Linked DNA regions of Mus musculus: region 1 is linked to region 2. The links are chromatin contacts, called in public HiChIP or PLAC-seq maps. All regions are on one chromosome and are shown on one strand. Each heading gives the region's core, a stretch centred on a gene start, on an enhancer-like site or on the middle of the called end of the contact. The rest is flanking DNA. Distances are from core to core; before and after follow the strand shown.

Region 1 (3,158 bases), core at 511-3,010, 720 kb after region 2:
CCCTGGTGACATGCCAACAGGAGGCAACATGCCGAGATAAACCGAGGCTGACAGGGACTCTCAGGGTTTCAAGGGAAGGCTCCAGAGTCACACGGGACAGTGCTCACACCTAACACGCAACCGTGCGACTTTGGGCTGACTGCTCACGTTTGCCCGCCTCATCTGTACAATGGAGATAAATTAGCCTGCGCCTTACTTACAAAACAACTAAACCAGATGATGGGCCGCGGTGCCTGTGGTGCCAGTGGTGGGACGGTGTGCCCGTGGTGGGACATGGTGCCCATGGTGAGCCGCGGTGCCCATGGTGGAACGCGGTGCCCGAGGTGGGACGTGATGCCCGTGGTTAGGACTCCAGCCCTGTAGGCCCCGTTCATGTCTCCCTGCTTTGGGGCTCTATAGGGCGTGGCTTGCCCACAGAGGCTGTACTCAGAGTGGGCGGGTCCTTGAGACCTGCCTGACATCTTGTCATCCCCACATGAGGTGTGGGCTTGCCATCTCTGAAACACAGCTCCCCATGGGGCAACCTCCCTCCATGGCCTCATGTGACCCGGGTTAATCAAATCCTGGACCTGACCCATGTGGTTTTCCCGGACACTCCAAGAAACTGACGCCCTGAAAGCTTTCAATCCGACCAAGTAAGTGGCTCCGGGAAGACCCACGCCCTGCTTCCCATCACCAGAGGCCCGGGAGACTACAAAGACAAAGTTCAAGGCTGAAAGATCTGTCCTGTGAGCCCCTCCCTGAGGTTACTCAATCTCCTGCGTCTGCACCTGAGAAAGCGTGTTTCATCCACCCTCTTAGGCTCTGTGACCTTGGGCAGGTTGCTTAACCTCTCTGAGTCTCTGAACTCCTCCTTCATAAAAAAAGAACTGAGCAGTGAACAGGAGGAAGCAAGCAAGATTCAGACACCAGGCTCGTCCTCGGGGGCTTGTACCAGCTTCAAAGGGTTTCCTGTGTCTCCTCCTCTTCCTCCTCACCCAATAGGTCCTCGGGATGAAAATTCTGATTGTGCATTCCCTTGGGACCCAAACATTTGAACGGCCCCAAAGTCCTTCCAGGTGACTCGGAGGTCTCCCATGAGTGGTCAGAGTCCTCCCCCAGCCTCCCCTTGCTCTCCTACCCCCTCCTCAGCTGCGAATCTCTGCTCTGCATCTGCGCCTGTATCCAGAAGGCGCTAACTAGACAGGCGTCAGACAGATGGACCTCTGCACACTTCTGGCAACCTCTTGGCAAGACCGAAGGAGGTCACCAAGGTCACGGACAAGGTAGCTTGCTGCCCTACCTCCCTTTACACAGCTGGGCGTGGTGGGAGCCTCTCCTGGCTACACAGCCAGAATAATGCTTGCACCTCTGACTTAGGGTTGATCTTCCCAGATCCCAACCCTAGAACTGCATGCAGGTCAGGTTCCTCACAAGTGGGCTCCCAGACTCTCATGTGGCCCCTGCGCAAACCTCTAAATGTGACCTCGTGCTGAACCAAATCCCGTTCCCCCCCCAAGCCATCCCTCAACTCCCCCACAAACTGGCGCATTCACTAACACTGCCACCAACCATGTATACAAAAGAAAAATCTACAAGTCACCTGATTTCTTCCTCCCTCCACCCGCCCTCTGCATAAAGTCTTAGTTTGCAATTCTAGCTGATTCTATCTCAGACACATAACCCTGATCCCACGCTTATCCAAGCTCCCTGGCACAACCTGAACCTATACCCTGGTTCCCCATGGCCCAGGGAGCCTACAGCCTCGCCCAGCAGATTGCTAAAATCTTCAAGTGACTATGGCAACTCACGGAGACTGAGGTAGGTGGAGCACAGAGCATGTGTGCCAGTGTATGGCTCAAACCTTCCTGAACTCCCACGCTGTCTCCATCCATTTATCCCCTCCACTGACTTGAAACTATGGCCTCCCTACCCTGAGTCTGGCCCTCAGCCCTGGATACCCAGGCAAATGCCTCCAAGTCGTGGCCACTCAGTCCAAGTGTCTCAGATAAATTATCAGCAGACAGGCTACTGCTTAACGGATCACAGAGGTGGGGAGGTGAGATCTAGCTGATATCCTGAGGTGGTTGTTGTTGCCTGCCCTGGGAAGGGACTGTGAGATCTCAGTTTCTCCCAGTTTCTTTCCTCTCTGGCAAACACTCCCACCATTACAATGCCATCTGCCATCTGTTGTGAGCCTGTCATCAAAGCTCAGTATGCCAAGGCACTTGTCACCAAGCCTGACAACCTGAGCTCAATCCCCAGGACCCAAGTAGTAGAAGAAAAAGACTTGACTACCTCTAGTTTGTCTCTGACATCCACAAAAGCATCAAGACACACACACACACACACACGCACACACACACACACACACACACACACGCTAAAGAAATTCATGTAAGGCATAAGTAAAAAGAATGTTACCTAAAAATATGTCATTCTGGTGTAAGAATTCTTTTGATCTAAAGGCCCTGCGCAAGCAGGGGGACAGCCCTGTGCAAGCAGAGGGGACAGGAGTGTCTCTGCCTGCTCCCTTCTGTCTACAAGCAGGGCCTACATTTCCCTTTGTGACAGGGACATAAATCTCTCTCCCTTAAACAGGAAGCAGAGGAATGTTGTCTGCCTAAGAGGCCTACTGAACATGTGTGATGGGCGACCTTGATGTTCAACTGGACAGATTGCAGAGAACCCCAGGAGCCCTATTTCTGGTCCATCTACAAGGGTCTTTCTAGAGAGGCTGACTGAGGAGAGGACACACACACACATACACACACACAAGATCGTGGACACCCCCCCCCCATTGTGGGTGACACCATCTCAGGGGCTCAGGTTCCAGTCAGCAAGGAAAAGGATAAAATTGAGCTGAAAACCAGCAGCATCCCTCGGCTTCCTGACTGTGGATACAATGTAACCAGCTGCCTCTAGCTCCTGCCTGCAAGCCTTCCCGCTGTGATGGACTGTGCATCTTCAAACTGTGAGCCCAAATACTGTGCACCTTCAAACTGTGAGCCCTTCCTTCCACAGGTGCTTTTGCCCCATGTGTTACAGCTAACACAGCCTCGCTTCACTGCTGTTTTCTAGCCCTTTCCCAGGACTGACAGCCTTCTCCCTTAGCTGATCACTTCAATTTCATCATCCTTTGTTAACCTGGGATGTTAACTTCTTCAGGGATCTCACTG
Region 2 (3,301 bases), core at 264-2,763:
AAAAGCTGCGCCCTACAGTGCATGCCTATAGTCCTGGTGCTGGGGATACTGAGGCAGGGGCTTGCTGGTCAGCCAGCAGAGTCAGATTCTCAAGCTTCAAGTCCCTCGTCCTAAAAAATAGGGTGAACAAGTCAGGAAAGACATTTGATATCTATATTTGGCCTCCTTGAATGTTCACACACACACACACACACCCCTGCACACATACCAGTCTACAAACAGGAACACACAGAGACAAACAGACACACACACACAAGCACATTCAAATGCACACACTCACATGCACATACACACACACACACACACACACACGCATGCACATAAGCACGAACAAACACAGACACTTACAGAGACATACACAGACATGCACACAGTCACACTCACATATGTACACACATGAACGCACTCAGACACACATGCACACTCATGCACACGTGTGTGGGCACGCATATACACACACCATTTGTTCACTGTCCCCTTCCCCAAACAAAAGAAAGCTCCAAGTTTAGCAGCCACTGTGCTGGGGCTCTGATGAGAAAGAGGACAGACACACCTTGAATGGAGGAGGTAGAAGCGGCCAAGGAGACTCTGGACTTCCCCCAAGGCTGGGATAAAGATGCTGTTGTGCAATGCCAAACAGGGACTCAGAACTTCAAGACCTTGAGTTACCTCAGCAAGGAGGCAGACCTGTGACAGGGAAGGACAGCAATCCTGCTCTCTATGACCTGGGCCTGTCCTGGGAACGATGCAGCCCTCCTTACTTGGCAGGAGGATGTGGGCTTGGATGAGGTTCATAGCCACCCCTGTGGGCTGGGCTGTTCAGACCCGGAAACCCTGTCTTAAGCTTTGGAAGTAAACGGGAGATCTCCATAGCAGAGACTATTTCATGCCTGTGGTGTTTTGACTGGCCTGGATATCAGTGTACCGCGTGCGTGCAGTACCTCTAGAGGCCAGAGGAGGGCGTTGGATCCCCGGGAACTGGAGTTACAGATGGTTGTGAGCTGCGCTGTGGGTGCTGGAAACTGAACCGGAGTCGGGTACAAGAGCAGCCAGGGCACTTAACCACCGAGTCATCTCTCTGGCTCTAGTTTTGAGACAGGGTCTTTCCGCTCAACCTGGAACTCACTGGTTTAGTCAGGCAGGCTGCTCATTATGCCCCAAGGATTCTCCTATCTTAGTCTCCCCAGAGCTGGGATTCGGAGTTTGCGTTGTCACACCCGCCCTGCCTTTTACTTTTACAGAGCTGGGGCTCGGAACTCAACTCAGCTGGCGCCTGTAGGAAGCACTCCCTGCACGGAGCTGTCTCCCATCCTCCCACAGTACTGTCTCCTGCTGTTTTCTTTGCTTCTTTTCTATTTATTTGTGCCCCTTTGTAGCCCAGGAACTCCAGCAGGAAGCACGCCCAGCTTCCTTCATCTCAGCGGCAGCTTTAAACAGCCCCCGCCCCCACCCACCCAACAAGCGCACTCCGTAAGCCCCCGGTGGAGCTGAACAGACAAACGTCCTCTCAGTGAGCTCAAAGCCGGTTTCTGACTGAGGCTTTCAAGAAAAGAACCGCTCAGATGTGGAGAGATTAGCGGCGAGGAGGATGCGGCGCGCTCTCTTGTTCAACATTTATTCCAACCTCCTTCACGCGTGCCTTTTTATACCAAGAAGCCAGGAAAAGAAAACCAATTTCCCTATAACCCTCTTGCAAGGAAGACTTTCAGATGCGATTCAGTCTTCCCCAACCAGAGTCACACGAACAGGACTGGGCTTGGAAAGAGTTTAAATAGGAAGAGAAATGGGGTGCGCGCTTCTCTTTTTACTGGCTTGGTATGCTTAAGGAGCTTCCCAATTTGTTGGTTTCCTTGGTAACGGTGGAGGGGACCCAGAAGGATTCTGGGGACTGGAGGTTTTCCCTAAGGCTCAGCTCACAGCCTGCTTCTCCCGTCTCGAAGGTTTGAGGGCTGCTAATGCTCCTTTGCTAGGCAAAACTCCTTCTGTTTAAACTACGGAGGCGGAGGCGCCTTCCATTCTCTCCGATGCAATCTCAGAAGGTTTTTAGAGATGGGGATGCCTGTATTTGGTTATCGATCTGATTCAGAGCCAGCCATCGAGGGCAGTGTCTCGGAGTTGGAGTGCTTGCCTCTTATGCACAAGGCCCTGGAGTCCAACCGCGGGAAAACAGGGAAAATCCACGCAGTGCATTCAACGGAAGGGAGAACCCTACTGCAAAGAGACTAGGACTTAGAGTCAGGTGACCACTACCAAGGGCTTGATGACCATCAAAGCAAGGGTGAGGAGTATGGGGCTGGGGAGATGGTTCAGGAGACAAAGTGATTGACATGTAAGCCTGACAGCTGGAGTTCAGACCCCCAAAGCCCACGGTAGATGCAACCGTGCAGACATATGTAATCCCTACTGGGGAACCGGAATCAGACACAGGGCAATCCTCAGTAGCCTAGCACACACACCGGCAGAGAGACGGTCTCAAACAAGGTGAAGAGGTGAGAGTTGACACCCTGTCCTCTGACCCCAACATACATGCTGGCTTTGCTGATGACATCACACTCTGCCTGGGCACAGAAGGGGCGTGTCCTGAGCCCTTGTCTGCTAAACTCCTTTTCACCATAATGGCCTACAGAGAAGTGGAGCTCTTCACAATGACCTGGCCCGGAGCTCTGAATGGCCCAAGATGCAGAGACAGGTGACCCCTGGCCACGTCCGTCCTCACACCTATAGAAAGAAGCACACACAGATTCATAAGTTGGAGGAGGGAGGGACATGGCCCACAGTTCTTTGTGATGGATAACTCAGGCCTCATCAGAGATCCAGGGGGCATCTGAAGCTGCCTTAGACTAAGCCCTTGTCTGCTCTCCACAGGCAGCACTGAAAATCGGTTGTGCTCTTTGACCCTGAAGGCTGCCTAACCATAGTGCAGCTGGCCTCCCAGGTCCCACAGGCCTCTTTTATTTTTCATTAATTAATTAATTAATTAATTAATTAATTAATTAATTCACTTTACATCCTGATCACAGCACCCTCTTCCCAGCCCCCCCCCACACACAGCCCCTCCCTCCACTCCTCCTTCCCCTTCTCTGAGAAGGGGGAAGTGCCCCTGGGTATCACCCCACCCTGGCACATCAAGTCACTGCAGGACTAGGAGCATCCTCTCCCACTGAGGCCAGACAAGGTGGCTCAGTTAGGGGAATGGAATCCACGGGCAGGCAACAGATTCAGGGATAACCCCCTGCTCTAGTTGTTAGAGGACCTGCATGAAGATCAAGCTGCACATTGCTACATATGTGTACTCGGGGAG

Evidence for each region. HiChIP or PLAC-seq counts read pairs in DNA pulled down with a chosen protein or histone mark.
Region 1: an H3K4me3 HiChIP or PLAC-seq map of forebrain shows a contact between it and region 2, with 5 times the contacts expected there. The contact joins two enhancer-like sites. A contact is called at or near these places in 6 of 115 datasets of contacts at active chromatin or transcription factors (astrocytes, embryonic basal ganglia, embryonic forebrain and 3 more).

What each region holds. Positions count from the first base shown.
Region 1 is chr4:140,639,676-140,642,833 of GRCm38.p6, forward strand. The region is part of intron 1 of Arhgef10l (Rho guanine nucleotide exchange factor (GEF) 10-like); the gene reads right to left. Among named protein-coding and RNA genes, the nearest start is that of Arhgef10l, 25 kb to the right of the region's middle. Within about 2 kb of position 1,761, at least 19 of the 459 cell types and tissues checked have an H3K27ac peak or open chromatin away from gene starts, as enhancers often do. A contact at or near this core is called in forebrain, where this site is marked.
Region 2 is chr4:139,924,503-139,927,803 of GRCm38.p6, forward strand. All of the region lies in intron 3 of Gm1667 (a long non-coding RNA gene), which reads left to right. 4933427I22Rik (RIKEN cDNA 4933427I22 gene) reads right to left here. Exons shown (of 3, transcript NR_045159.1): 3 at 1,609-2,718. Among named protein-coding and RNA genes, the nearest start is that of Gm1667, 16 kb to the left of the region's middle. Within about 2 kb of position 1,514, at least 58 of the 459 cell types and tissues checked have an H3K27ac peak or open chromatin away from gene starts, as enhancers often do. A contact at or near this core is called in forebrain, where this site is marked.